Regions from separate parts of the Mus musculus genome. Here all the other regions are linked to region 2. A link is a contact called in public ChIA-PET, HiChIP or PLAC-seq and promoter capture Hi-C data. All regions are on one chromosome and are shown on one strand. Each heading gives the region's core, a stretch centred on a gene start, on an enhancer-like site or on the middle of the called end of the contact. The rest is flanking DNA. Distances are from core to core; before and after follow the strand shown.

Region 1 (4,725 bases), core at 1,718-4,217, 800 kb before region 2:
CCACCATACATACACACACACACACACACACACACACACACACACACACACACACACACACACACACACACGTGTATAAAGAGAGACACACACACATATAATATATATGTAATATGTTATGTTATATTATAATTCTATTTAATATATTTATAATTATTTATACTATATAACTATATACTACATAGATATGTTATATTTATATGACTATATATATACGTATGGGTGTGAATGTATGTTTATATGTTTCCAAAGAGAAAGAGACTTCAGTTCCAGGAGACAAGTGGAATTTCTGACTCTTACTGTTTCCTTGGAGGGAGGCAAGCTCCACAATAGGTGACCTATCCAGGCTGGCCTCCAAGCCAAGAGTCATAAGGCAGAAGTACACTATATAAAAGTAGAGTTATAAATCAATGTTATCTGGAGACTGGGGGCAAGGGGGTAGTGCTGACCTAGTCAGGCTCACAGGTGCTGATGGGAGAAAGAGGCCTGTAAGAGAGTAAGGTCACAACTGACATCTGTCAACTTCCTGCCCCAGAGAGCTGCAGGGGGCTGAGGGATGACCTGATTTCTGGGAGAAAGAATCAGAGCCTGTGATCTATCAGGTTGGGCTTAGTAGCTAACCACACTTTTTGACCGTTCTGTGTACATTTAAAAAAAAAAAAATGTAGTGGCTACAGGACAAATCCAAGGTCCAAGGTCCTTTGCTCTTAACGTTGGAGTCTCTCCAGATCTCAGTATTCGTGCTTTTGCTTCTCTCTCTCCCCACTCACCCTAGGGCAAGACAGAGAGGTTAGAAGACCTCTTCTTCAATCCTAAGCACAAACTCCAGAAGTCGTAAGTAGCTTATGTGTAATAACACCAGCACTAGGAGGCAGATGCAGGAGGACCGCAAGCTTAAGAGACTGTCTGGACTACACAGCAAACCTTCCATCTCAAAAACAAAAACAACAAAAATATGGAGAGAAAAATATCACTCTAACTTTCCTCCACCTTACTAAGAACCCGCCACAAAGGCATTCTCTTAAGATTAGGGCTATGCCGCCACAGTAACAGAATGTTTGCCTAACATGCTAGCAAGACAAATCAATTCTCGGATCTATTTAGTCTGATATATCCTAAGACAATAATTCCAGAAAGGGCTTTGCCTATACACCAGAAGAAACAGCTCAATACAGGTCAGGCTGACTTTCCTGGCTCATTCGCTAAGCATTATGTCACACTCCTCTTGTCCAACCTCTTTTTTTTTTCTTTCTTTATTTTTTATTTTATTTCATTTTTGGTTTTTTGGTTTGTTTTTGTTTCCGAGGCAGGGTTTCTCTGTATAGCCCTGGCTGTCCTGGAACTCACTTTGTAGACCAGGCTGGCCTCGAACTCAGAAGTCCGCCTGCCTCTGCCTCTGCCTCCCCAGTGCTGGGATTAAAGGCGTGCGCCACCACCGCCCAGCCTCAATCACTTTTCTATACAACTGTCCAGTCTTAATTATTCCAAGAATGTGAACCGTTTTTGTCTTAGTCAGGGTTTCTATTCCTGCACAAACATCATGACCAAGAAGCAAGTTGGGGAGGAAAGGGTTTATTCAGCTTACACTTCCATGCTGCTGTTCATCACCAAGGAAGTCGGGACTGGAACCCAAGCAGGTCAGGAAGCAGGAGCTGATGCAGAGGCCATGGAGGGATGTTCCTTACTGGCTTGCTTTCCCTGGCTTGCTTTCTTATAGAACCCAAGACTACCAGCCCAGGTGGGTGGGACCTTGATCACTAATTGAGAAAATGCCCCACAGCTGGATCTCATGGAGGCACTTCCCCAACTGAAGCTCCTTTCTCTGTGATAACTCCAGCCTGTATCAAGTTGACTCACAAAACCAGTCAGTACAGTTTTCCTTTGGTCCGTGAATGTTTCTCTAAACTTGCCCGTCACGTATAACTTTGATTAAAAATCCTCCAGCATGGTTTCACACTCAAGGTGTGCAGCCCTCTGGACAGAAGCAGGTGGACATCTGTGCTTTTTGAAGCCAGCCTGCTCTACATAGCGAGTTCCAGGCCTGCCAGATCTATACAGTAAGACCCAGTCTCAAAAAACAAAAAGTCACATGTTTTTCCCTTGTTAATCACAGTGGCCTTTAGGGCGAGGAAGTATCACGTATTTTCACCCCAATACATCTGACCTGTATTACATTCGCCGGCTTGAGTGTCTGACTTCTCTTACAAATCTGATAAACTTTAACCTAACCCCCAAAATATAGACAAGCAGATAGAACGATGGACGAATGGACGGATAGATGGATGCACAGACAGACAGACAGTTGCTGCAAGATGAAATCAAACAAAACACTAACCAAGGGCGGGTTTTGGAACCCTCATTGGAACCACACACCCCAAGGGAAGATGAGGAACGAGGGTCTTGGCTCTGACAGCCTGGAACCTCCACTTTTGGGCGCCTCTGCAGAGAGGCGAGACCCGGTGCAAGGCACCGCCCCCCTGCACGTGGCACTCACCAGTGCACCAACACCGCGCGGCCTTCGGAGCGAGCCTGGCCGATGAAGGCCACGCAGCGATCCAGGTGGCTGAGCAGGTCGGTCTCGGGTTTGTCCAGCGCCGGCACGAAGAGGCTCCGGAGACCTTCGAACCCAGCCCCAGCCGGGAAAGCCGGTTCAGAGTCCACCGTCAGCACGGCGGTGATGCCCGCCTCCCTCAGATGGCCCGGTTCCGCCACTGCCGCTGCCCCACCCAGATACAGCCCGGGCCGCACTTCCACGGCGTGCCCTGCCGAGCTGGCGGGACTGGCAGTCGGAGCCTGGCGCTCGCAGCCATGGTTAGAACCCTGCGCTTCCAACATGGCAGAGCCAGGAAGCCAGGCAGCCGCTGCCCGCCACCAAGTCACCGGCTAGAGTGACTGACTCCTGTGTCGGAATAGCTCCAGCCGCTCAGCAGCGCCGTGGGAGGACCATGGCAATAGGGAAAATGACTGCTTCTGGGGAAGGTGATGTGAGCCGTGCTCGGGCTGTGTGCTTAAATAAGCTCCATTTAGAGCAGCTTTTCCACCCAACCTTCTAAAGTCCAAGGCAGAAAAATAAAGTCTCCATTCATCCGTTGCTGGTAGGACCACAAACTTGTACAGTCACTATGGAAATCAGCTTGGAGGTTCCTCAGGAAAATGGGAATCTATCTCAAGATCCAGCAAAGCCACTCTTCCTACCATTTGAGACATTTGCCCAACCATGTTGCCTATTGATGCCTCATAATAGCCAGAAATTGGAAACAACCTAGATGTACAACAGAAGACTGAATAAAGAAAATGTGGTACATTCACACAATAAGGTATTACTCAGCCATTTTAAAAAAAAAAAATAAAATTTGCAGATAAATGGATGAAACTCGGGAAAAAAAAATCATTCTGAGTGAGGTAACCCAGACCCTGAAAGACAAATCTGGTATGTATAAGCTTATATGTGGATATTAGCTGTGATAACTGATGTGTTAAAATAGAGGCTCGAGTCTGAACACAGTACACTGGGCCCAAACAGTTCCACGTGTAAGAATTTTATTGGGGGATGGGAGGGAGGTGGCGGCAGAAAGAGAAGTGAGGGAGGGAGGGAGAGGGAGAGATGGGGGCAGCTCTGGAGTGGGATGTTCTTCTTGAGGCTTTTGGGGTAGAGAGGGAAGAGCTTAGGCGGAGGGTAGGACTTTGTTGAGATATTTAGGGATGCTGTATAATAAAGCGTTTACTTATCTAAGCCTAAGTTACCGTGCTGTTGTAGCTGATCTGCCTTCTGTGATCCTCTGAGGCCAGAAACTACAGTTTCTGGCAACTAGCACCTCTTCTTCAAGCCACAAGAGAGATAGATAGATATGTCTATCTCAGCAGGAACTGCTGGGCTCTAACTTTCAGCCTGCTAGTCCGGTCTCAGGAAGAGAAGACACTTAGATAAATAATTATAGAGTTTATTACCAAGTTGTAAAAAGTTTCCTATGAAAGCTATCTAAGGGGAAAAGCAGAAAGATCCTGAGTGGGTAAAGGGAAAAATTCTCTAAGTGGGGAAAGGGAAAAGAATCTAGTCTAAGTGGGGAAAGGCAAAAAAGTCTCCTCTATTGATCTTAGCTCTCCATTGATCTTAGTTCTCTATGATTCTTTCGTGTCTCTTTGTCCTTGGTACTTATACGTCTTCCAGAATACATGATCACATGTTACAAGTTCATCACAAGTTCACACAAAAAATCAAATCATAAATTGAAATAGAAGTTTACAGCAGAGAATGTTTACATGCATATCCATTAGGAGTGATTATCTAGCTAAACATCGATCACCTGTCTCAGCTCCACAGGTTCACTGAAGGTTTAAATCCATAAGTTATAAAGTGAAGGTTTGTATAGATAAGCCCAGTTGGTATTTTATCTTCTGTCCTAGCACCTACAATAAATTGTTAGTTGCCTTTTAATGACCTTTGGTTAATTGTTTTACAACCTCTTGGAATGTGCTCTGAGTAGGAGAAGGTCTGGTTACCATCTAAGAGCAATTAACTGGTGATACTTGGGAGAATGACAGATTTCTCATTGCAGCTTTGACTATCAGAAAAGGACCTAACAGCAGTCCTGTTATAAAAGAGCTTAATAATCAGATATAATTTTAGGAATTCCTATAGGATCATCATGAAGACTTAAGTTATCTATTTGTCTATATAGCAACACGACAAGATCTTCATGGATCTGCAGAGATCTGCTCCAAAAG
Region 2 (4,674 bases), core at 769-3,268:
TCCGCCGGTTCTATGCTGGCGCAGCGTTTTCCCCACCAGGCAGCCAGCAAGGCCACTCCTTCTAATAGTGCCAAGCCTTATAGGCCAAAAATTCTCACACCCGAGTCTGTGTGGGTCATTTGTATTCAAGCCACCACAGCCACATAATCATTTTAATTAAAAATCTTTTCACAATGCCAGGATGGAGCTTGTACTGCTTCCTTGAGAGCTGAGCTTTCTATGAAGTGATGTGAACGAGAGTTCAAGGAAGCCAGAAGAAAGAGATGCAGGGGAGGTGACTCTGAATCTCTAGAGGGGGCAAACCGCGAGGGTATCTAGTTGAGGAGTAGCGAAGAGGACAAAGGCACTCCAGGCAGAGAGCAAAGCAAGGAGGCAAGAGAGAAAAAAAATGATTGCAGCCCAGGCAGGACTCAGTTAGAACTCTGTCCAGACTTCTAGTCTTGGATTCCTCGTGGACGGTAGAATATGTACACATGATGGACCTGGCATGTGCTGATGGAACGAGTGGGCCAAATGACAACAAATGCCAAGTAACCTATTAGTTCATTAGCCTCCTACTTCATTGTCTACCTCCATTGGGATCTCTTGCAAACCATACATAGGAGAAAGGGGACGATTTCAAACCTTCATTAGCTATGCTCTTCCATTCTGCCTTAGATTCTTAGGCTAGCCAAAAAACGACAGATCTTCTCAGGGAACTTGAGAATCAACTCTAGGGTGTGAGACACATTGGATCAGAGACCATCTCTGCCTTTGCCTTTCTGCCTCTGCCTCAAGTGCTGGCATGAAAGGGGTGCACCACCACCACGCCCATGTTGAGAACTGTATTTTTTTTTTAGGTTTATTTATTTTTATGTGTATGGCTGTTTTGTATGCATGTACATATGTATGTCATGTGCATTCCTACTCTCCGTGAGAAGAGGTAAGAAGAGGGTGGCAGATCCCCTGGAACTACAGTTACACATGGTTCTGAGCCTCCATATAGATACTGGGAATCAATCAAACCTGGGTGACCTCCAAGAACAAGTGTTGTTAACTACCAAGACACGTCTACAGCCTGAGCACCGTGCTGTATGTTTGGAAGTGCTGCAGCTGGTTCTCCACACCTGCTCTTTGCGTATTTTTGCAACCCTGTCCTCTTTCTCCTGCTTCTAGGAAGACTCTGCTAAGATGGGTGGGGAGTTGGTTTTTGAGATACTATGGGGCTGGACCACGCCTATTTCCGCATCCTGCTGGTCCTCTCATTTTGCCCTACCTCCTCTTCTCAGTTCCTTTTTAATGTGTAATCTAAAACTGTCTCTGCCTAAATCCACCATAAAACCTTGCTCATTTGCTCCTGCCGTATCTTCTCTTCTAGTTCAAAGCTTTGCTGTCTGCCATGCTGGGCAGAGAAAACAGCAGGCACAGTGCAGAAAGGCATAAGAAAAGGGCCGGAGGCTGGCCAGACCTGATTTCTAGAAGATTCTGGTGAGACTCATAATCTTAACATCTTTCTGCATGTGGAGAATAAATGGGAAAGTTCACCATAACTGACACATGACTTAGGCAAACCTGACTCTGAGTTTCAATAAGGTACAAGAATTGATACCTGCTGTAGCTATCTCATAGACCTCTCGTGTGATCAGGAGCATAAGACATGATTCCCAATGTCAGGTAGTGAGTTGACTTGGTGTCTCCTCCTGTAGAAGCAGGCTGCATGCGGAACAGGGCAGAGGGCCATGTGAACGGACAGATGGGCGTTGCTGGAGGTGGCTGGAGATAGTCAACTCCCCTCTGCGACGCTGGTGGTCTCTGCCCAGTCACAGCCTCTCCTTACTCCCCACAGGCAACAGCAGATTCGGCCTCAGTGCTCAAAGTGCACTGCTGAAAAATCCATTCTTTTAAGCCAAGCTATTTTTCTTGTTGATCTCTAGTGGGTAGGAGAATTTGAAATCTCATTCCATGTGGTGTGATGGTAGTGGTCTGCTTTCCTGTTGTGTATGGTAATTCGTGAAATAGAGAAAAAACAGAAAAACCTCATACGACTTCCGGTTTTGGGTTTTGCTTCCTGATTGAAGGGCAGGCGCCCTGACTTCTCTTACAGTTGTCTCCAGTGTTCTGGGGAAGCTTCTCTAAGTATTATGTGCTTCATAAAACAGGGATGGTGTCTGGTCCTGGAACTGCTACTGCTGCCCTTGGGAACTGGATTTCAAGGTAGCTTCCTCCAAGTGTCCGGCTGTGCACTGAAGGCATGGCCAGCTGGGAAAGGGGAGGTGGGATGTAGCTCAACCCTGGAAATGAGCATGCTCCTGGGCTGGGTGCTACCATGCTCGCAGCGGGACTGGGGGGAAGGCTGGGACGTGTTCCTCAGCTCTGGAAAACGAGGCCCCATCTCTTTTCCCAGGAGGACAAGAGAAACGGGACCTGGGGAGGTGGGGAAGTAGGACCCTTGTACTACATATACCTCATGCCTGGTGCTCTGTGAAGGAATTTTTAGTAAGAGGAAGCTCTCTGCTAAAAGGAGCTCCGTTTTTTTTTAATATATTTTTTATTACGTATTTTCCTCAAATACATTTCCAATGCTATCCCAAAAGTCCCCCATACCCTCCCCCCCACTTCCCTACCCACCCATTCCCATTTTTTTGGCCCTGGTGTTCCCCTGTACTGGGGCATATAAAGTTTGCAAGTCCAATGGGCCTCTCTTTCCAGTGATGGCCGACTAGGCCATCTTTTGATACATATGCAGCTAGAGTCAAGAGCTCAGGGGTACTGGTTAGTTCATAATGTTGTTCCACCTATAGGGTTGCAGATGCCTTTAGCTCCTTGGGTACTTTCTCTAGCTCCTCCATTGGGGGTCCTATGATCCATCCAATAGCTGACTGTGAGTATCCACTTCTGTGTTTGCTAGGCCCCGGCATAGACTCACAAGAGACAGCTCTATCTGGGTCCTTTCAGCAAAATCTTGCTAGTGTGTGCAATGGTGTCAGCATTTGGAAGCTGATTATGGGATGGATCCCGGGATATGGCAGTCTCTAGATGGTCCATCCTTTCGTCACAGCTCCAAACATTGTCTCTGTAACTCCTTCCATGGGTGTTTTGTTCCCAATTCTAAGAAGGGGCAAAGTGTCCACACTTTGTTCTTCGTTCTTCTTGAGTTTCATGTGTTTAGCAAATTGTATCTTATATCTTGGGTATCCTAAGTTTCTGGGCTAATATCCACTTATCAGTGAGTACATATTGTGTGAGTTCCTTTGTGATTGAGTTACCTCACTCAGGATGATGCCCTCCAGGTCCATCCATTTGGCTAGGAATTTCATAAATTCATTCTTTTTAATAGCTGAGTAGTACTCCATTGTGTAAATGTGCCACATTTTCTGTATCCATTCCTCTGTTGAGGGACATCTGGGTTCTTTCTAGCTTCTGGCTATTATAAATAAGGCTTCTATGAACACATGCCCTTCTTACCAGTTGGAACATCTTCTGGATATATGCCCAGGAGAGGTATTGCTGGATTCTCTGGTAGTACTATGTCCAATTTTCTGAGGAATCACCAGACTGATTTCCAGAGTGGTTGTACAAGCTTGCAATCCCACCAACAATGGAGGAGTGTTCCTCTTTCTCCACATCCTCGCCAGCATCTGTAGTCACCTGAATTTTTGATCTTAGCCATTCTGACTGGTGTGAGGTGGAATTTCAGGGTTGTTTTGATTTGCATTTCCCTGATGATTAAGGATGTTGAACATTTTTTCAGGTGCATCTCAGCCATTCGGTATTCCTCAGGTGAGAATTCTTTGTTTGGCTCTGAGCCCCATTTTTTTAATGGGGTTATTTGATTTTCTGGAGTCCATTTTCTTGAGTTCTTTATATATATTGGATATTAGTCCCCTATCTGATTTAGGATAGGTAAAGATCCTTTCCCAATCTGTTGGTGGTCTTTTTGTCTTATTGATGGTGTCTTTTGCCTTGCAGAAGCTTTGCAACTTTCTGAGGTCCCACTTATCGATTCTTGATCTTATAGCACAAGCCATTGCTGTTCTATTCAGGAATTTTCCCCCTGTACCCATATCTTCGAGGCTTTTCCCTACTTTCTCCTCTATAAGTTTCAGTGTCTCTGGTTTTATGTGAAGTTCCTTAATCCACTTAGATTTGACCTTAGTACAAGGAGATAGGAATGGATCAATTCACATTCTTTTACATGATAACCGCCAGTTGTGCCAGCACCATTTGTTGAAAATGCTGTCTTTTTTCCATGGTTTTAGCTCCCTTGTCAAAGATCAAGTGACCATAGGTGTGTGGGTTCATCTCAGGGTCTATAAATGGTTTTTAATAAACTTTATTAATCCTAATACAACTCTGTCAGCCCCGTAATACTTCAGAGCCCTATGGACTTAATCAGCTCTAGTGCAATACGGGGGTTGGGGGGGGAGGGAATTACCCCTAGTCTAACTATCTGTATGTTAGACTGTCAACTTCCACAGCTATGCTCTCCAGATACTTGCTGTTGTGTCATCCCAGGTTATTTCTTCTCCAACAGCCTGTCCCCAGAGTCCATTTCGCTCTGACATGTGTTCCTGCTCCATCATATCTAATGGAAACCTCCTGTTCCCTCCTCCTCCTTCTTCCTTATAGAAGGGGCCACTGAAAATGGCATTATACTGGGTATGAGAAGAACTGTGTTTTATCTGGACTCCATGC
Region 3 (4,826 bases), core at 175-2,674, 630 kb after region 2:
TGTGAAACCATCCCATAAATGGCTATGATGATGATAATCATGATGTTGTGATGGTGATGGTGATGATGATGATGATGACCGACTTTCAAACCGGTACCAGAAAGTCATTCAATCCACTCAACCTCCAGCTAAAGGGAGAATGCTTTCTCCCAAAGTCTCCCGGTAGCTTGCAGTTTTCACATGGCTCAACATGGCTTCTAGAGAAACAGTGTGAAGAAACCAGGCTTGGGATATATCCAGGTGACAAGGAGCAGGTCCCTTAGCCTCTTGCTAGGCAGTCTTGGGCGACCAGGGTTGGAGTTCTGACTTCCCTATAGATTCCCTATCAGTGTTTCTCTGTGGTTGCTGAATGTGGCTTCCACTGGCAGCCCCACGAATACGACTTCTGAGAAGAGGAAGTCACCGCTGGCCCGGATCTCTTTTCCTGTCTGTGCCTCAGTTTTCTCAATAGGAAGCAGTAAGCGAGGGAGCAGGGGTGAAGGGGACAAGTAGGGAATGGAGGTGAAGATCTAGACGTGTTCTAGGCCACTTCCCCCTAATGGGCACTTCCGCGCCCTGGTTTTGCAGGCTGAGCCGCCCCTTCTTCCCATCCTGGCCCCACCCTACTCTCCGCCTTTTTCACAGTTGGAGACATGGCTTTGGGAAGAGGTTTCTCTTCCTTTTTCCTACCTCCAGGCTAGCTCCACCTTCCCCAGCAAAGAGGTGTGTTACGTCCTCTCGTTGGAGACTCCAATTGGTAGAAAGCAGTTTAACGCAAAAACAAAACACCCCCATAGTTACCGTGTGCATGAAACGTATGTGCATGATCTCAGCTAATAATCGCCGTAACTCCTCGAGTGTTTACAATCTCTGTTCCGTACGTGGCGGGGGGGGGGGGGGAAGTGAGCTTGAAAGCATTGAGCTGAACAAGGATCTTCCAGCTAGGAAGTCTGGACCGCTAACCCACTTCCCTTTCGCTTTGCATTCTGACCGGGTATTAGAACAGATTTCCAGCGATCTTCCAGGACTCTGAAGCCCCTTTGGGTCCGCTTCACGTCCAGGAAACCGTGGGTCAGGCCATGCCTACATAAATCAGCAGGGTTTGCTGCCAAGACTCAGTGGCCCACATCACCCAATTGGATTCTGAGTGCGTAACCACAGTCACCCCATCATGCATCCCCAGAGGCCCTGCAAGCACCCCATTCTCCCTGGAAGGCTGGCAGGTGCAGGGCGGGGTGCCCTCTGAGCGAGGAAATGGGGGTAGAGGAGCCCAGGTGCCGCCAGTTCGCCCAGCCTGAGGCCAGAGGCGGAGCCACCATCAGGGTCGAAGTCTGGCCCAGGCGACGGCCTGGGGCGGGGCGAGGCGGGGGCGGGGCCGGGCAGCGGGGCGCGGCTGGGACTGGTCTCCCGAGCTGCGGAGGGCGGGAAGAGCGGCGGGAGGAGGGGAAGAAGGGTGGAGGGCGGGGAGTTGGCGGCTCCCGCTCGGCTGGGCTCTGCGCACCCACGCTTCACTGCTCCGCTTTCTGCCCCCCACCTGGGCATGCGCCCCCCGCGGCCCTGGCCCCCCAGAGCCCACGCCGCCCCCAGGAGTCTCCTCAGAGCCGCCTACGCAGAATGGGCGTCCCTAGCCCCACGCCGCTGAGTTCGCTCCTGCTGCTGCTGCTAATACTTGGTAAGCCAGGTGGTGGTCGCCGCGTCCCTGTCCCGGCCGGGTAGGTGCCTAACACCGTGCAGCCCACCAGCCCACCTTCCTAGCATTTCAGAGCTGGTTGCATCCCTACTTCTCCAACAGACGTGCCTCCACTGTCTCTGGGCTCGGCGTCTCGCTTCCTTTTGCGCCTGTCTGCCCAATCAGTTATGGGGAGGGTGGTGGTGTCCTCGCTCTAGGTTCCTAGCTGGGGCATATGGGCGACCTACTGAGGTATCCCCTGAGACACCATCGGGCCTCCGGAGGCAGGCACCACTTCTCATCGGTTACACCCAGCGTCTGGGGTCGTTGCTACCAAATACCGTGACAACCTTCTGCCCCACTCTCGGCTCAAGGCCTGGTTTTGGGTGTTTGCTCTGCGTGGGCAGTGCCTGGCGGTCTTCATAATTGCCTAGAGTTGGCTGGAGGCCCAGGGGCTGATTCTGACCACGATCTCTGAAAAAAGTCTCCCCAACACCCCCACCTCCCAATATAACATGTCACCATCTGAGGCTTCTTCCCTCACGTGTCTCCACCCTGGGCCAGTTCCCTCTTTGCCCTTCTTCCACGCTCCCAGATATTTGCCTGGTTGTCAGACTCAGTTGGTCCCAACATCCCTGCCTCAGGAGAAACCAGGCTCCATGGAAACTGAACCTGGGATCTCTAAGCACCCAGTGTCTGTCCTGGTGGGTGTTTATGATGGTGTGTTTTCTGGGCCAACCTTGCGTCATGTCTGGTGTGTGTGTGTGAGTGTGAGTGTGTGTGTGTTGAGGCCTGTGGAGGTTGCTAACATTACCATGTTTGGGGTCTGACTTGGAGGGCTCCCTGTAGGAGGTGTTCTGGGAAAGATATGGCATGGAGCAGTTGCCAGGAGACTGAAGCCCTTGAAAGGAACGTGTGTGTGTGTGTGTGTGTGTGTGTGTGTGTGTGTGTGTGTTATGCATATGGAGAAGATACTATAGTGGGGCACCCCAACCTCCTTCTCTGGTTTATACCAGAACTGCGCAGTGTTGTACAGAATGGTTCCTTGGGCTTCTTGGGGCCAGGATGAAAACTCCTTTGGGAACAAGGCGGGAGGCAGAGTGATGTAGGGAGTTGAAGGAGCTGTGGGGCTTGGTTGCCTAGCGATTGCTTCTTTTCCTTTGGGCTTAACCCGAGCAGGGATGAGCCCAGGGGTGGTTGGGAGGAGTGAGTGTTATTCAGGGGCGGGAGAGGAGCTGAATGTCATCTTAGCCCACTGCAGCCAGCACTGGCATTCACTTCACAGATGATGTGAAATACCACTGTGTATCCAGTGAGGGTGGGGGGTGGATTTGAACTCAGAACTGACTCCAAAGCAGACCTTTGGCTGTTAGAAAGGAGGCAGCCCAGCCATTGAGAACCTTGTAGCAGCCTATGTTCTGAGGCTGTGGGGACAACTTTCCCATGGGGATCTCCAAGCATCAGCTTGTGTGGAGCCAGGAAGGTGGGAGGGGACCTTCTCAGCAGAGTTTACCCATGGGCAGCCAGGATGGTGTCAGCTTGGCTGCCTTAACCATCCTCCTGATTATGAAATGTGCCTGGAGCGATATGTGCCTGAGTCACACACATATACTCACGGGTTCAACATCAGAACTGGGAGCTCTTAGTGCTGAGAGATAGAAACTGAGACCCAGGAGAGGAAAGGGTTGGTCCCATGTTGGCTTTCTGACTCTAGCCTCTGCTTCAGGCGGTGGTCATGTGTTCTCTGCGTGACGTAGCCAGAAGAAGGAAAGGAGCGAGAACTGTAGAGCAGGCTCTCAGGCTCTTGGGTGGTTTCCTCCAGGGCCAGTAGCAAGCTGTGGACTTACCCCTGGAAATCCGGGAAATTACAGTTTTGTAAACCAGGGCTCTCCTTGGAAGCATCTCCGCCTTCTTGGTTTTGTCCCTCTTCAGGGGTGTGTAGAGGCCCTCCAGAGAGGGCAGGGACTTGGCCACAATGTCACATTTCACTTTACTTTTCTCATCTAGAAGAGAGATGGTTCTCACGGCCAGGCCTTCCGTGTTGGCTGGGAGAGAGCTCTAGACTCACATCTGTGGTTAGAACCTAGTGGCAGTGCTCCCTAGAGGTGCTCTCTGGGAGTTTCTTCATTTCTCTCATCTGAGGAATGATTGACAGCCCTTCTTGCATTCTAGGGTTCTGCGGTCTTACCTAGAAGTAGTGGAGAGGAGAAAGAAGCTGGACAGTCCAAGGTTTTGGAACCGGCTGTCTGTTGGAACAGGGGGTGGGGTAAAATGGGTGGAGGGAGGGAGAGAGAGAGAAGGGGGAAGGGGGAAGGGGCAGCAGGTGTTTGGGGTCTCCTTATTGAAAGGAGGTCTATGCAAATGCTGCGCAGATAGGCAAATCATATGTAAATGAAAGCTTTTGTTTGGGGGGCTGTGCATAGTGCATCATCTGGGTTAGCCAGAAGGTTGACAGATTCTGGGGGCGGGGAAGGGATCTTCTGCCCCAGGCCTGGGCAGAGCCTGGTTCTTGCCCCAGAAGCCACAGCTGCCTGTGTAGCCTTGTGGGCTGGGAGAAGCAGTGAGCTCATGGCACAGCTGTAGTGGGGAGGGTATTGTGTAGTGAGGACTGACTAGGTCCGTGCCCTGTCCAGCATGGTGCCCCATCCAGTGCAGTACCCCAGCCAGCCTGGGCCACTGGCTCCATTGTCTAGCCCAGGTGACAGAGCTAAGCCAAGCAGCCTTTCTGTAAGATGTTGTCAGCTCCCCTCCAGCAAAAGGCTCAGAATCCCTTAGCTAGAAGTTCTTTCTGAGCCCGGAGAGACGCCACACATGGCAGGGTAGGAGCGATAAAGATCCAGCCACGAGCTGGAGAGTTGGGAATCAGGCATGCTTCTTTTATTTGTTATTTCCAATTGCATGTGTATGAGGGTCCACATGTATGCATGGGTGCAGGTGCGTATATGTGAGTGTCTGTGTAAAGGTCAGAGGTCAACCTCAGGGGTCATGGCTCAGGAACCGTCCACTGCATTTATTCATGTGCGTGTGCGTGTGCGTGTGTGTGTGTGTGTGTGTGTGTGTGTGTGTGTGTGTGAGAGAGAGAGAGAGAGAGAGAGAGGAGACAACTTTCAGGATTCAGTTCCTTCCTTCCCTTGAGGGGCTCAAACCCAGGTTGTCAGGCTTATGTGGCTACTCACCA
Region 4 (4,890 bases), core at 1,287-3,786, 690 kb after region 2:
TATTTAGAAAAAAAAAGATGTGTGAGGCATTTTTGGTTTATTTTTGTCTGTTCAGAACAAACTACTAAATAAACTGGATGCATCTCTTGTTCTCACTGTGTCTCCTTTTAGAAAGGGAAACCTATCTTGTTATCAAGGTTTGAACTCATAGGCTGAGTTTGGGGAGAGGAGGGTTCAACTAGGCTCTGTTGGAAGAACTTCCCATCCAGTGGCCAGCCCTTCCTGCTGACTTTTCCTCACACTGGAACATTTCAATAATGGTTTCACCCAGTCCTTTTCTTGCTCCTTCCCTTGTTAAGGTAAGATCCCTTAACAGATACATTGCAAATTCAGGCAAGCCAGGGGAAGCGAGCCAGTAAGGAACATCCCTCCATAGCTCTGCATCAGCTCCTGCTTCCTTATAGAACCCAGAGATAGTGCCACTCACAAGGGGCCTGCTCCCCTTGATCACTAATTGAGAAAATGTCCCCAGAGCTGGATCTCATGGAGGCACTTCCCCAACTGAAGCTCCTTTCTCTGTGATAACTCCAGCCTGGGTCAAGTTGACACACACAGCCAGCCAGTACAGTGGGGAACACTTCCCAGGTTCCGACCCCACGGCAGGAAATAGTATCTGTTCAAAAGCTCTGCCACTTTCTGCAGCTCGCTCATGCGACTCCAGGGAGAGACTGATTCTTTTGATTAGCAGTTTCCTTTCCTTCCTGAATTGGTGTCTCTCCTACTTATTAGGCCAGCCATAGAGGGAGAACTAGCTGAGGCTTTTCTGCCAGAATACAACAATCACAACAACAACACCTACCAAGAAGAACCCTTTACTTATATTCAGACATCTCTCTTATATTCTTTATGGAGACTGAGCGTCACTTACCTATAACTCACAAAGGAAGAGAAATATCAAACCAGGGATATAAAGCATAACAATGAGAGAGAATATCAGAAAGACTTAAAGAAGAGATTGAGAAAAAGAAATGGAAATTAGAATTCCATATCAGCGTTTTATTTGAACGTTTGTCGCACAATCATTGTTATCCTGGGCTAGACAGGCCTACTTTCAATTCCAGTTCTGCTACTAGTTGGCTATGTTTTATTTATTCTCCATAAATCCTGATTTTGCTCATTGATACAGATAGGGATATCTACTTTACATTAAAAAGTAGTTAGTATGTCTGACAACTGGGAATAAGTCCTTAACAAATAACAATTATGATAATTTAGGCCACGTATACTGTGATAACACAGTATCATTCAAATAACTCTTGACAGGCTCGACTTCTAAGATCAAGCCAGACAGTCTGTGTCAGTTACCATGTGCCTGCAACTGTAATGCAAGGAAGTACAAAGAAATACATACTTTCTACTCTCAAGAACCCTACAATTTAGTTATAAGGTTATTTGAATGGTAATGTGTTATCACAGTATATTATGGGCAATGCATAGTAAAAAACCAATAGAGGTAGTTATTAATCTACACCATGTAATTACATCAAAGCACAGACATACCAGACTATGACTAGAGGTTAATACGGCTCACTCAAAGGATAAATGTGAAGTGTAGGATGAGAGATGTCTAGGCCGAATGGAGCCACTTCTATGGTAATCTAGAAGACATTCCCTAGGGGCAGGCTCAGTTTGTAAGATCAAGGCAGTCTGCGTCAGTTACCATGCGTCTGAGACTGTAATACATTACAAGAAAGTACAAAGAAATAAAGAAATACTTTCTACTCTCACGAACAATTTACTTGAAACTGAAAACATTGTAAAATAAAGTATGAAGTTCTTGGCCCGGCGTGGTGGCGCACGCCTTTAATCCCACCACTTGGGAGGCAGAGGCAGGCGAATTTCTGAGTTCGAGGCCAGCCTGGTCTACAGAGTGAGTTCCAAGACAGCCAGGACTATACAGAGAAATCCTGTCTCGAAAAACCAGAAAAAAAAAAAAAAAAGAGTATGAAGTTTTAAAAAGTCAATTATAAGTGCAGTAAGAAATCAGGAAAAGAATGAAAGAGTTGGAGTCTTTGGCAAGAAACTAATAGTGGTAGGGTGAACGGAGTGGGTTGACGGCCGATTTTGACCTAGTTGAAGAGTTCTTGAAAAGAACGGAGTTGACAGTACTCCAGGGGAGACAATCTAGACGTATTTCGGTAGGAGGAACCTTCTTATCAGGGTAAAAAGACTATTTTATTTTAGGCTTATTCTTTCCATCTGTATTTCCCACTCTCAGTCCTCCAAGCCAGTTGGGCGGGATGTAAGTAGCAGCAGGTAGCAGCTCACTGTGTTCAGCGTCCTCCTCCGTAGATCTGAGCTGGGAACGCGGAAGCTCTGGTTACTAAAAACAAAGTTCACCCAGGTCCCAGGTCCACGACATCTCAGCCACTCCGGGATTTCCGGACAGCGGAAGCGTCGCCAATAAGGGACCGGAAATCCCGCCTTCGCCGGAGGAAGCTGCGGACGCTAGACAGCCAATCCCGAGGAAGGCAATCGTTCCGCGGAGACAGCTGAGAGCCCGCGCGGGGCTGGAGGCCGGAAGTACCGTGGGGGCGGGACTTGGGGTGCCGGAAGTGATCATTCCTCGGTTCTTCCTGTCGGTGCTGTAGCAGAGGAGATGCTCCCGGCGGCTGAGAGGCGTCAGCCCGAGGACGGTTAGCGAGAGGGGCGCAGTGTGGACCCGGGGCCGGGCCGGGCCGGGCGGGTGGCCCGCACTCGGACCATGAGCTACCCCATGCACTGGGGGGAATGGATCCTGAACTTTCGGGTGCCGCCCGCCGGGGTGTTCGGCGTGGCCTTCCTGGCCCGGGTCGCCCTGGTTTTCTACGGTGTCTTCCAGGACCGGACTCTGCTGGTGAGGTACACCGACATAGACTACCACGTGTTCACGGACGCCGCGCGCTTCGTCACGGAAGGGCGCTCCCCGTACCTGCGGGCGACCTACCGCTACACCCCGCTCCTGAGCTGGCTCCTCACCCCCAACGTCTACCTCAGCGAACTCTTCGGCAAGTTTCTCTTCATCAGCTGCGATCTCCTCACCGCCTTCCTCCTGTACCGCCTGCTGCTGCTCAAGGGGCTGGGGCGCCGCCAAGCCTGTGGCTACTGCGTCTTCTGGCTTCTCAACCCTTTGCCCATGGCGGTGTCCAGCCGGGGCAACGCGGACTCCATCGTCGCCTCCCTGGTTCTCTCGACCCTGTACTTCATAGAGAAACGGCTCATCGCGTGCGCCGCGGTGTTCTATGGCTTCGCGGTGCACATGAAGATGTACCCGGTGACCTACATCCTCCCCATAGCGCTCCATCTGCGGCCCGAGCGCGACGATGACGAGCGTCTCCGGCAAGCCCGGTTCTCTTTCCAGGCTCGTTTGTACGACTTCCTGAGGAGGCTGTGTAGCTGGGCAGTGCTGCTTTTCGTAGCAGTTGCAGGGCTCACGTTTGTTGCCCTGAGCTTCGGTTTTTACTATAAGTACGGTTGGGAGTTTTTGGAGCACACCTACTTTTATCACCTAACTAGGAGGGATATCCGCCATAATTTCTCTCCGTACTTCTATATGCTGTATTTGACTGCCGAGAGCAAGTGGAGTTTTACTCTGGGGATTGCGGCGTTCCTGCCACAGTTCATCTTGCTGTCAGCCGCATCTTTCGCCTACTACAGAGACCTTGTCTTCTGCTGTTTCCTTCATACGTCCATTTTTGTGACTTTTAACAAAGTCTGCACCTCTCAGTACTTTCTTTGGTATCTCTGCCTTCTGCCTCTGGTGATGCCACTGGTGAGGATGCCTTGGAAAAGAGCCGTAGTCCTCTTACTGTTCTGGTTCATAGGACAGGCCTTATGGCTGGCTCCTGCATATGTTCTAGAGTTTCAAGGAAAGAACACCTTCCTGTTTATTTGGTTAGCCGGTTTGTTCTTCCTTCTGATCAACTGTTCCATACTGATTCAGATTATTTCCCATTACAAGGAGGACCGCCTAACGGAGAGAATCAAATACGACTAATGTGTTCTGGATCTTCTGCAACATTCTGATTTTGCCGTATGGACTAGGAGGCTTTGGAATTTTTCTCCTCCCTGAACATTCTAAGCACTCTAGTGAAAGTTCCTTTGTTCCAATAGAAATTAAAACCAGTGTTGGCCTTATATATAAAGGGGGCCCAAGAACTGAGGTCCATGGTCCATCCTTTAGAAGTCTTAGGGCTCATTTGCTTGATGAGAAGAAAGCCATTCCTGTTTCACAGTTGAGAAGCCGGTGAAGCTAGAAGATGCTGAAATATTTTTGAACAGTAGAGGAATAAGGTCTCTAGCAGCGTTTGTTCCTGTCACATGGTGCTACTGTTGTACCTTCAGCCCCTGCCTTTTTTTTTTTTTCCTGCAGTTCTGACAGCGGTGGAAGTTGACAAAATCCCTAAAGCACAACATTTTTACGTATTAAGTATTAACAGTTCCATGCTCGGTTGGGAAAGTCTGAAATTTTTGTAGTAAGTGTGGGGGCTTAGAAGAGAACTAATCCAAAGAATCTAAATTGTGATCATGTATTTGTTTTGTAATTGAGTTTTTCAGTATTAGTACCAGTGGTATTCATTTTATATAAAAAGATTAAATTTAAACTCATCCACTGTAGACCTGAGTTTAAGAAAACGAAATGGAGCATTATTAACATGTATATGCTTATCCTTTTTCTAACTGCTAGGAAGACTTTTCCTCTAGAGTTTCCTCTGAGAGCGGTGTGTTGTAAAAGTGGTAAAATTTAGATGCTAAAGCCTAAGTTTTGAGTATAACTTCACTTGCTCTCTTCTGGTTTTATCATCTAAATTGTTACAAAGGAGAACATTGTTTATAAGGCATAAATCCTACACTCTGAAAATTCCAGGATAGAAAGGAAGACTGCTTGCTGTAAAGCATGAGTGCTGCGTG
Region 5 (4,472 bases), core at 445-2,944, 520 kb after region 2:
TCTTGACAGTGTACATGAAGGTGTGTGTGTGTGTGTGTGTGTGTGTGTGTGTGTGTGTGTGTGTGTGTGTGTGTGTGTGTGTGTGTGTGTGTGTGGTGTGTTACAGTGTGGCTCTGTGCCCTTATGTATGACAGCGTATGTACACCTGCCGAGCACAGGTGTCACACAAGTAGTAGGCGGCCAGGGAAGCTGGCAGCCTAGAGCTTGCTGGCGGTCTCCCCACGAGAGTGTTTAACCGCAAAGGGAAGAGCAATTAACGCTAATCGCTCCTACAGCCTGGGGGGGCCAGACGCACAACCTAGAGAAACAATATACAGCCTGGGGGGCCAAACACAGGAACCTAGAGAAACAAGGCTCCCTAACTTGAGATTCTCGTCCTCTCCAGCACCCTTCCTGTGCCTCTGGCCACCTCTTTCCTTTTCTCTGTGGCTCTCTGGTCAGCTCTCCCTGTCTTCTCACACATTCCTCTCATTCTCTCTCCCCCTGACTTGGGTTCCATCCTTGGCTGACTCATTCTTTTCACCCTCTCCCTGGCTTCTACTCCTTCCTCCATCCTTTGGCCATATTGATGTCCAGGCTCTAGCCACTCCCAGGTACCCTATGCTCTAAACTGGCAGTCAGCAACAAAGGTCACAAGAAGCCCCTCACCCAGGTAAGAGCACAGGCTCACCAGTCCTTGAGGTATTGCCCACTAAAACTGTAAAATCTGGGTGTGTTTGTGGACAGTGGTCCTTTCCACCCACTACTGAACATTCGTGTTAAGACTGATGCTGGTCAAGGAGACTCCACATGGGAGGTAACAAACGGGTTGTGGTGGGTGGGTGGATGCCTAGTGCAGGGGTGTTGTGATTTGGTTTGTATGAGAGGATGTGTGTAAGTCACATGGGTGTGTGTCACTGTGTGGTTGGCTGTCTTTTTTTTTTTCTTAAAGGTGTGTTTCTGTCCCTGTCGGTTTTGACAAGGATTGTTTTAAAAATTAGTGTCTTTATATTGGCTACATCATTCCTATGTATCCCCAGCCCCTTTCCTCTGGGCAAGCTTCCACCAATCCCACTCTCCTCAGATGCAGTAAACTGGGTGTGAGAGTACCCAGACCAGTTGCCTGCTGCCGGAGGAACTGAAGCAGGGCTGAGCTGAGCCTGGACGCCTGCAGAGGCGAGTCCGAAGCTAAAGCGAGGAGGGAGGGGCGGGAGCTGGCCTGGCTCGGCCGGCTGGGCGGGAAGCAGGCTACATCCTAATCCCCAGGCCCCGTCGGACTCCCAAACTGCTGTTCAGCACGGAATGGGCGGATGAAGCCACGCTGCCTGTGACACTCTCCAGTCTCTGGATGCATGGACAGAGAAGGACCCCATGGAGCCTGACACCGTGGACCTGTCTGAATCCTCAAGCTCCCCTATTTGTCCCCTGCGTCCGGGATCGTGACCCTCCAAACCCAGATCCCCAATCTACCTCCTCCCCACGACACATCTTCCCTCTGCCCCTCTCACCGCCTCCGGAGCTGAGAGCTCAGGGTGCGGGCACTCCCGGGTCCCCGGTTCCTAAGCAGCGTCTGGAGCCTGCTCCTTGGCTCCTGCCACCGCTGCCGCCGATCCTGCCGCCGCCGCCTCTTCCGCCCGTGGAGCAGAGCTTGAGCCCAGCACCGCCTCACCCCACCCGACTGGCCGGTGATGTCAGAGCCGGGGAGGGGCGGGGGGCGGGGAGCGGGGAGGAAAGGGGGAGGGGAAGCAGGAGGGGACAGGGACTGGGGACTGGGGTTCTGGAAGGCTCCTAGGATGGGGGCAGGACTGGGATGGAATATGGACTCTTCCCCTTAAACTGTGAGAAGATCCTCGTTTTTTTCCTAATGGGTCACTTTCCTGCCCTCTGACCTTTGGTTGGTCACGATGGCCAGGACCCCTGGAAGGCAGATCAATTTGGATTGGGGGATTTGGAAGACCTATGGCCTCTGGGTTCTCTTAGCTACTTCGCTTTGGTATTTAGAAATCCTATTTCCTAGCCTTATAGATCAGAGACTCAGTAGGAAACGGTCAAGTTTATCCACGCTAGGAATAAAAATGGGACAGGGGCAGGCAGCAACAGGGAAATCTCTTTTACTTGGCCCGGGGCCATGAGCTCTTGTGTATAATAGCAGCTGGACCCCTGAGCACCTCCTGCCTTTCCCAAATATACCCCCACACACGCACCCCCACACCCCCACACACTATGATGTAATTTTATTTTCTGGAGGAAAAAAGCCATGAGCTCAGCATGCAAATATAGACAACAAAGCCACACTTAGCTGTCTCCTAGCTCTGTCCTTCTGCCTAGGCCCAGTGTGATAATTCTCACTTCCCCTACACCTCAGGGACTTTCCTCCTCCAGAGGCTCACTCAGCCGGGCTGAAAGAGGGAGGAGGGAGGAGGGAGAATTGGAGAAGCATCCGATTTTCACCCTACCTCCATGAGGGGCGTCAGCTCAGCTCTGCAAGTGCCTGACCCTGAGAACGGCTTCAATGTTTGCACACCACCAGGAACACCCCATTTTGCCTTCAGGTCCAGCTGATCAGAGACCCTTCCAGAAGCCTAAGATGAGCCCCTTCTTCTGGGAGGAGCAGGTCCTGGTCCTGTGCCTTAGGTTTCATATATAGTTCTTCTCTTTGCTCCTCTTACCCCCAGCCCCACCCCCACCCCCCACATGGCTGCCCATTGCTCCTTTGAGGGTAACTAATATACCCTCAGAAGTTGCTTTTGTTTCTGAGTCGCTGTAGGGTCGGAATCTATCATGTTGACCCATCTTTGAGACACAGAGTGACTGTACACTTTTGCATAGACATACCACATTTACATGAGACAAATGAGGCAGAGCAAAACACAGAGAATGTGGACTTTATACTTATTCTGTTTCCATAGACAAATTAAGTCCATAAAGTTGAGGATACCAGTCTCACTTCATAGGGTTCTTCTGAGAATCAGGAATAATAAAGTTTTTAGGGACTGGTACCAGATAGGTGCAAAAAAAAAAAATCAAAGACATGTAGTCTAGTATCTTTTGATCTATATGAAGTGAATCCCATAATATTTTTATGATGTAACCTAATACCCAATTACCTATTAGTTATCCATTACATGTGATTAGGTCGATTAGATATCTGGTTTCTGCTTTATATACTTCTGTCGCTTTCCCTAAGAATACTTCCTGGATTTGACTGTGGAGAGTGACAACTTTTCTAATCTTAGGACTCATTTTTCTATACTTAGACATCCAATAACTTTGCTCTGCCTTAACAAAAACTAGTAGCATGCATAATATGGTGATATACCACCGTAAGACTTAGAATGTTGAGGCAGGATTATTCCCATCTTCGGCTACATAGTGATACCCTATCCATAAACAACAACAAAGGATGTTTCCTTATTTAGAAGCTTATTCGGGAGTTTGGTCCTTTCATGCTCCCATCTTGTATATGTTTACTCCCACCTGAGCCTGTCCTGCGGAGTACGGGTGCGCACGAGTCCTTTTTATAGAAGCCCAATAGATCTAAGTCTAGGGGATACTCTTGGTTCCAATAGCAATGCCCTCTCATTACGACAACCACTACACAGGCCAGATCCTCCCAAACTTACTCTGATCAAAACAGTTTCTGAAACGGGGTTCCTTGCCTCTGCTTTTACATGACCCCTCCTCCCTAAGTCTATCCTGGCTTTTGCTACCAGATGAAATTTTGTCTTTCCCCAGTTCATAGGATTCAGTTCAGACATCTCTACAGAACAACCCCATTATGCTTACCCAACCTCGTGGCCACAACTTGAATTTCTCTTTACTTTTCAGACCTCTGGTGGGACTAACACACCTTGCTAATGCTTTTGAGGTTTGTTTCTTTGTTTTTGTTTGCTTTGACTGGGATGTCCCTGTCCTAATTCCTTTGCCTCCATTCAAAGCCCATTCTTCAATTGAAGGTCTGGAGAAGGTTTGTTTCCATTGTGGAAGTCACCGAGCCCATCTTCTTGTTGTTGTTTTGTTGTTGATGTGTTTTTTGTTGTTTGTTTATTCTCTAAGACAGGTTTCCTCTGTATAGCCCTGGTGTCCTGGAAGTCGATCTGTAGACAGGGTTGGCTTCCAATTCAGAGAGATCTGCCTGCTCTGCCTCCGGAGTGTTGGGATTAAAGGTGTGCATCACCTCAAACAGACTCCCAAGCCCATCCTCCCTCTCTTCTAGCTTGGTTTTTTTTTTTTTTCATCCTTTCTTAAACAGATATAGGACAGTTCTTTATGTCCCAGGCCTTATGAAAATAGAGAGAAAGTCTGGGTACCTGTCCTCAGGACTCAGTTCAGCAGCTGTGTAAAGATCGGTAACAGTGCACTAAGTTCAAGAATGAGGTCCTCAGGGCGGGCAGTGGGAGCACTGGACGAGACTGCAGGACCATCAGAGTCTGGGGAGACCTCACTAAGGACAGTGGACTCAGTCCTGATGCTCCAATAAAGAGCGGCTGGGA
Region 6 (5,062 bases), core at 232-2,731, 560 kb before region 2:
GATCTATAGAATAATGGGTTTCATTGTGACATTTTCATTCATGTAGGATTCTGATTGCGTTCACCCTCTTATGCCCCTCCCCCTCCCAGTGGACCCCACCTGCTTCCCCCTATACCCTCTTCTCACTTCACGTGGACTTTTGTTCTTGTTGTTTGGTTGTTGAGATAAGGCCTTTCTATGCATCCCTGACTGGCCTGGAACTTACTATGTAAACCTGGTTGGCTCACATTTAGAGGTCTGACTCCTCCAAGTTCTGAGGTTAGAGGCGTCACCATGCTTTCGTGTTTGAGTGTGTGTGTGTGTGTGTGTGTGTGTGTGTGTGTGTGTGTCTGAGCTCAGAGATGCTTGCACACGTGGGAGGTTATTCCCAGGAGCATGGACCACCTACCAGTGTGGCTGGTTACAACACTGAAAAGAAGATCCTGCCCTCTCCAGAACTATTAACATAAAGGGCGGGGCCTTGTGAGCCCCTCCCCCAGCAACAGTTAACGCCTCCATAGCTCCAGGAAGGAGGGGGGGCCTCATGAGTCCCTTCCCTGTTTTTTGGAGACAGGATCCTACTACATAGCCAAGGCTGGTCTTGAACTTGAGATCCTCCTGCCTCCACTTCCTGGATACTGGGATTACAGGCGTGCACAGCCATATCTGGCTCTTAAGTATCTTTGGACAACTTGGGTTTTTTCCTTTTTTTAAAACTTAAGACTTTGTAACTGACAAGCCCTCTTTAGTTCTAACACCCCAATAGATGAGTAGATGGACTTAACAGAAATTTCAATGAGTCTCTCAGGGTTCCTTGGTTTTATAGCTAATAGGCTCAGGCCCTGGTACCTACTCAGTTTCCCACCCTACGTTCTGATTTGCCATATCCTAACCAACACTATGAAGCTATATCTTGGGTCCTGTGACTGTAGGGGGATGGAGGAGACAGGAGTCACTTAAGGACCAAGGATAAGACATATATTTCCTTTTGGGAACAAACCAGTTGGTTGCTTCCTAAGCAGTGTGCCTTTGTTATCCTGTGAGCAGCATCTTGGCAGCGCCCAATTCCCACTGTGAACATTTCATTCACCTTATTCTTCAGTGTACAAAGCAGGCCATCACTACAGTGTGTGATGGATGAGGGGTTAGGCTTAGTTCATTATACCACAGTGTCTCACACACTCAGCTCACGGGGGTTGGGGGGTCTCAAAGTTTGTTTAAATAGTTGAAGATGTCATTCAAAGACAACCTGGAAATTCTGAAGCAGACTTAACTATGTTGGGGAAACAGCTATTTACATGACAGTTATCCCTGATTTGTTTTGGACACATGCAAAGTATAGTAACTGAGGCAAATGCAGCGGTCCTGCTCAGTGGTCCTGGGATTTTGGAAGCAGAGGCAGGAGGACGGGGTGTTCAAGGTATCCATGGCTACTTCTCAGTTCATTTTCTCATGTTTGTTTGGGCCTCTATACTCTAAAATGAAAATGAACCTACGTTTCAGAGAGAAAGGAAGAGGGTAGTGTAAACCACAGAATGTAGCCCAACCCCTGCTGACCGGGAGTAACTCCCAGAAGGCTGGCCTTCTGCAGTTGCCAGGCAACAAGTGTAAACAGCACTGGATCATGGCCACTAACTACAGTGCCAACCAGGTAAGCGCTTGCTCGTCACCCTTTTACATTTGAGTTTATGTTCCAGATGCTGCCCTTGACTGCCCGCTCCCATCAGACTCTGACTGGGTTGAGGCGGTGCTTCATCTCATGGGTGGGAGGGCCCAGGAACAAGCAAAGAGGATCTGGGTTAAATCTGTAGACCGTAAGCCAGGAAGCAGTGATTTTATTTGTACAGGCCAGAGTAAGCAGTTTAGGCTTTGTAAGTCAAGTGACAAAGTCATATCTATTTATATGAAAGTTAGCACTAATTTGTTTCAGAAAAATTCAAAATATAGGGGTAGAGATGCTCCCCAGTGGTCCCCGAGGCAGGAGGATGGGTGTTCAAGGCATTCTGGGGCTACATACTGAGTCCAAGGCTAACCTGAGCTTCAAGAGAACCCCTCCCCCTCCACACACACACAGAGAGAGAGAGAAAGAGAGAGAGAGAGAGAGAGAGAGAGAGAGAGAGAGAGAGAGAGAGAGAGAGAGAGAGAATGAAAACAAGGACACAAAATAGTCACTGATGGTTCGAGGCCAGCCTGGTCTACATAGAGAGTTCCAGGCCAGCCAGAGTCTTGTAGTAAGAAAAGAAACAAAATATTGCCTACACATTTTTGGAGTTCCTTTGGAGAAAATATTTTCCTTCTTTAGTATTCCCAGTTTAGTGTTGTTCTTTTTCTTCGTTTATGTGTATGTGTGTGAGTAGGTAGACAGGTAAGGTTTTGCTACTACCTACCTATCCCAGACTGGACCACAAAGTCACAACCCTCCTACCTTCCTCTGCTAAGCGTGAGGCTTACAGGTGTGTGCCACCTTGGCCAACTACCTTCTGTCAAAGCAACACAAATGGTTGTTTTATGTCTACAAATATTTTTACAAATGGTCTATTTTTACAAATAAAAAACGTTCTTGCCAGGGAGGCAGGGACAGAAGGGTGGAACCCAGCCTCAAAGAAAGAAAGAAAAAGAGAGAGAGAGAGAGAGAGAGAGAGAGAGAGAGAGAGAGAGAGAGAGAGAGAGAGAGAGAGAGAGAGAGAGGAAAGAAAGAAAGAAAGAAAGAAAGAAAGTGGCGTTTTCTGCCCCTTGGCCTTCTAAAAGCAGGTAGCAATGTGGATTTGGTTACCATCCCTTGGTCTAATCTAGCAGTCTCCAGCAGTGTGTCACAAACATAATTTAAAAGGTTTTAGCAGCTATGTGAAAATTAAAAATTAAATTTTGTAATGCTCAGTAGAATATAATAAACCTCAAACATTAACATTTAATTGCATTTTTAAAAAGTCTAACCACACACACACACACACACCTATTTTATACCAGCTCCTTAAAATCCATTTTTCCCCACTAGCGCTGAGGACCATAGCTCTGTACATGCTAGATAAGCACTGTAACTCAGAGCTACACCCCTGGTACACATCTTGAGCAAACAGATTATAATCTCATACTTACCTAGCACGCACAAGATCCTGGGTTCAATATGCAGCGTGGCAAAGCCAGACACAATCTCGTCTCTCTTTGTATTTAGCTCTCTTCTTTTCGTGTTGCTTGTAGGTTGGCATACCAACTGTTGGGTTTTGTCAGGGCATCTTCCTACACAAGAGTCAGTATACTGTTCTCAACCCTTCCCTCCAGCTGGTAGGCTTTTCTTCCCAGACTTAGTGCCCAGGTCAGCTCTCCTTATACTCTGCAACCCATTGTCTTAGCACCTACCTCCCTTATGATAGCTTCCTCCCTACATACCCTTGCCACAGTGAGTTCGAGTTCACCTAACTGTAGAGAACAGTGTCACCATCTCACGGGGGAGCCTCGGAGCCTCACAGGAACTCTCCTCTTTCTCTCCACAGTATGAAAAAGCTTACTTACCCACGTACCTGCAGAACTGGTCTCCTGCCAGGCCAACGAAAGAGGTATTCTGAGCTCAGTGCCCCTCTCCAAGGCCAGTTTCCGATGACTGGCCCCACTGGTTCTCCCTAAGACCTAAGTCCCTTAGCCCTTGAACAGTCCATGTGTTTCTCTCCCATACTTTTACCCCAAGCCCCTCTTTCACTTCAGGCACTTCTCTTTCTACCCCAAAATACAGAAAATCGCTGCCCATGAAGGTTACACTCAGATCATCGCCAACGATCGAGGGCATCTCTTGCCTTCAGTGCCCCGTTCCAAGGTGAGATTCCCCACCTCCCTTCTACCAGAAAAAAAGAGAGGGTGGGGAGGAGCTAGCTAGTTGTGGTGGCATACACCTTTAATCCCAGGGGGGATTTAATATTCAATAGGCAGAGGCAGGAGAATCTGTGAGTTTGAGGCCAGCCTGGTCTACACAGTGAATTTCAGGATAGCCAAGGAGAGAGAGAGAGAGAGAGAGAGAGAGAGAGAGAGAGAGAGAGAGAGAGAGAGAGAGAGAGAGAGAGAAAGAGGTTGTCTCAAAACCAACAAAAAGAACTGATGCATAAAAGCAGAGCTCCAGTCACACAGAAAACTAAAGTCCAGTCTGTGACACCCTCCCCTCCCTCTATCCGCCAGGACGGAGCTGAGCTTAGCACATGGAAGTCCTGAAAATATGTAAGCAATGTTTTCAGATGACAATATTTATGCCCAGGACTCCTTTATCACACTTAGCCTAAGAATGAAAATTTTAAGTTGGAAGGAAAGGGACTGGAAAACAGCCGAACTGAACAAACCGATGGAATCAAAGCTTCCCTTTTACTTGGTAAGCCACTGCCTTAGACCCTCTCTCAGGTGTTTCCTTACTAAGCATTGGCAAGACAAGAGTGGCCGTGAAGCCAGACAGCCCTGCCAAGCAGACACTACCAGCCGTGAAGACCTGGTGAGCAATCTCTTTTCCTTTAGGCAAGTCCTTGGGGTTCCTTCATGGGCACCTGGCAAATGCCCCTGAAGATCCCACCTGCTAAGGTGACCTTGACCGCCCGTACAACTACAGCTGCCGACAACCTCACCAAATGGATACACAAGAATCCTGATCTACTCAACGCCTGTAATGGGCTGCGTCCTGAAATCTCAGGCAAGGTATCTATCCTTCCTGTTTAACCAAAACCCCCATTTCTTTCCAGCCTCAAAACTGTTCTGCCAATCACTGTTCTAGCCAAGGGAGGGGACCTCTAACCAAATCTGTCTCATGCTGCCCAGTCCCTCATCACTAAGGTCTGAAGGAAGAAAACAAAGAAGCCACCTTGTTCCCCACCTCTAACCCCAGTAGAAAAGAATTCCAAGGGGAGGTTAAATTTAACTGCTCTTATTCAAACCCTGACCTCCTCCTGCCTGCCGGGGGGGGGGGGGGCTATTAAGAAAGGGGGTTGGATTCTGAGGCTGACTGGGAACAATCTGGGCCTAATGAGCAATACCATACCTTTTCCCAACAGCCCTTCGATCCTGACAGTCAGACGAAACAGAAGAAATCTGTCACCAAGACTGTACAACAAGC

Evidence for each region. Promoter capture Hi-C pulls out the DNA fragments that hold promoters and counts their contacts. HiChIP or PLAC-seq counts read pairs in DNA pulled down with a chosen protein or histone mark. ChIA-PET counts read pairs in DNA pulled down with a chosen protein or histone mark.
Region 1: a promoter capture Hi-C map of pre-B cells shows a contact between it and region 2, with 2.9 times the contacts expected there. The contact joins the promoter of Dusp12 here to the promoter of Cd48 in region 2. A contact is called at or near these places in 1 of 39 promoter capture datasets (pre-B cells) and 1 of 115 datasets of contacts at active chromatin or transcription factors (bone marrow-derived macrophages).
Region 3: a contact with region 2 is called in a RAD21 HiChIP or PLAC-seq map of pro-B cells, with 4 times the contacts expected there. The contact joins the promoter of Igsf8 here to the promoter of Cd48 in region 2. A contact is called at or near these places in 2 of 39 promoter capture datasets (the HPC-7 cell line and pre-B cells), 1 of 15 datasets of contacts at CTCF or cohesin (pro-B cells) and 1 of 115 datasets of contacts at active chromatin or transcription factors (large pre-B cells).
Region 4: a promoter capture Hi-C map of the HPC-7 cell line shows a contact between it and region 2, with 5 times the contacts expected there. The contact joins the promoter of Pigm here to the promoter of Cd48 in region 2. A contact is called at or near these places in 3 of 39 promoter capture datasets (the HPC-7 cell line, hippocampal neurons and pre-B cells).
Region 5: a contact with region 2 is called in an RNA polymerase II ChIA-PET map of effector CD8 T cells, with 6 read pairs. The contact joins the promoter of Pea15a here to the promoter of Cd48 in region 2. A contact is called at or near these places in 3 of 39 promoter capture datasets (the HPC-7 cell line, pre-B cells and stem cell-derived epiblast-like cells) and 2 of 115 datasets of contacts at active chromatin or transcription factors (effector CD8 T cells and memory CD8 T cells).
Region 6: a contact with region 2 is called in an H3K4me3 HiChIP or PLAC-seq map of bone marrow-derived macrophages, with 6 times the contacts expected there. The contact joins the promoter of Cfap126 here to the promoter of Cd48 in region 2. A contact is called at or near these places in 2 of 39 promoter capture datasets (hippocampal neurons and pre-B cells) and 2 of 115 datasets of contacts at active chromatin or transcription factors (bone marrow-derived macrophages and memory CD8 T cells).

What each region holds. Positions count from the first base shown.
Region 1 is chr1:170,882,573-170,887,297 of GRCm38.p6, forward strand. Dusp12 (dual specificity phosphatase 12) reads right to left here and starts at 2,968. Exons shown (of 6, transcript NM_023173.2): 1 at 2,495-2,968. The coding sequence starts at 2,835.
Region 2 is chr1:171,679,974-171,684,647 of GRCm38.p6, forward strand. It overlaps Cd48 (CD48 antigen), which reads left to right and starts at 2,019. Exons shown (of 4, transcript NM_007649.5): 1 at 2,019-2,193. The coding sequence starts at 2,121.
Region 3 is chr1:172,310,943-172,315,768 of GRCm38.p6, forward strand. Igsf8 (immunoglobulin superfamily, member 8) reads left to right here and starts at 1,425. Exons shown (of 7, transcript NM_080419.2): 1 at 1,425-1,651. The coding sequence starts at 1,594.
Region 4 is chr1:172,373,995-172,378,884 of GRCm38.p6, forward strand. It overlaps Pigm (phosphatidylinositol glycan anchor biosynthesis, class M), which reads left to right and starts at 2,537. Exons shown (of 1, transcript NM_026234.4): 1 at 2,537-4,890. The coding sequence starts at 2,705. The coding sequence ends at 3,976. Kcnj10 (potassium inwardly-rectifying channel, subfamily J, member 10) reads left to right here. Exons shown (of 2, transcript NM_001039484.1): 2 at 1-91.
Region 5 is chr1:172,205,110-172,209,581 of GRCm38.p6, forward strand. It overlaps Pea15a (phosphoprotein enriched in astrocytes 15A), which reads right to left and starts at 1,695. Exons shown (of 4, transcript NM_011063.3): 1 at 1,488-1,695. It overlaps Gm17224 (a long non-coding RNA gene), which reads left to right and starts at 1,874. Exons shown (of 5, transcript XR_865735.3): 1 at 1,874-4,145.
Region 6 is chr1:171,121,564-171,126,625 of GRCm38.p6, forward strand. Cfap126 (cilia and flagella associated protein 126) reads left to right here and starts at 1,482. Exons shown (of 5, transcript NM_001379426.1): 1 at 1,482-1,630; 2 at 3,471-3,533; 3 at 3,707-3,787; 4 at 4,471-4,647; 5 at 5,001-5,062. The coding sequence starts at 1,604.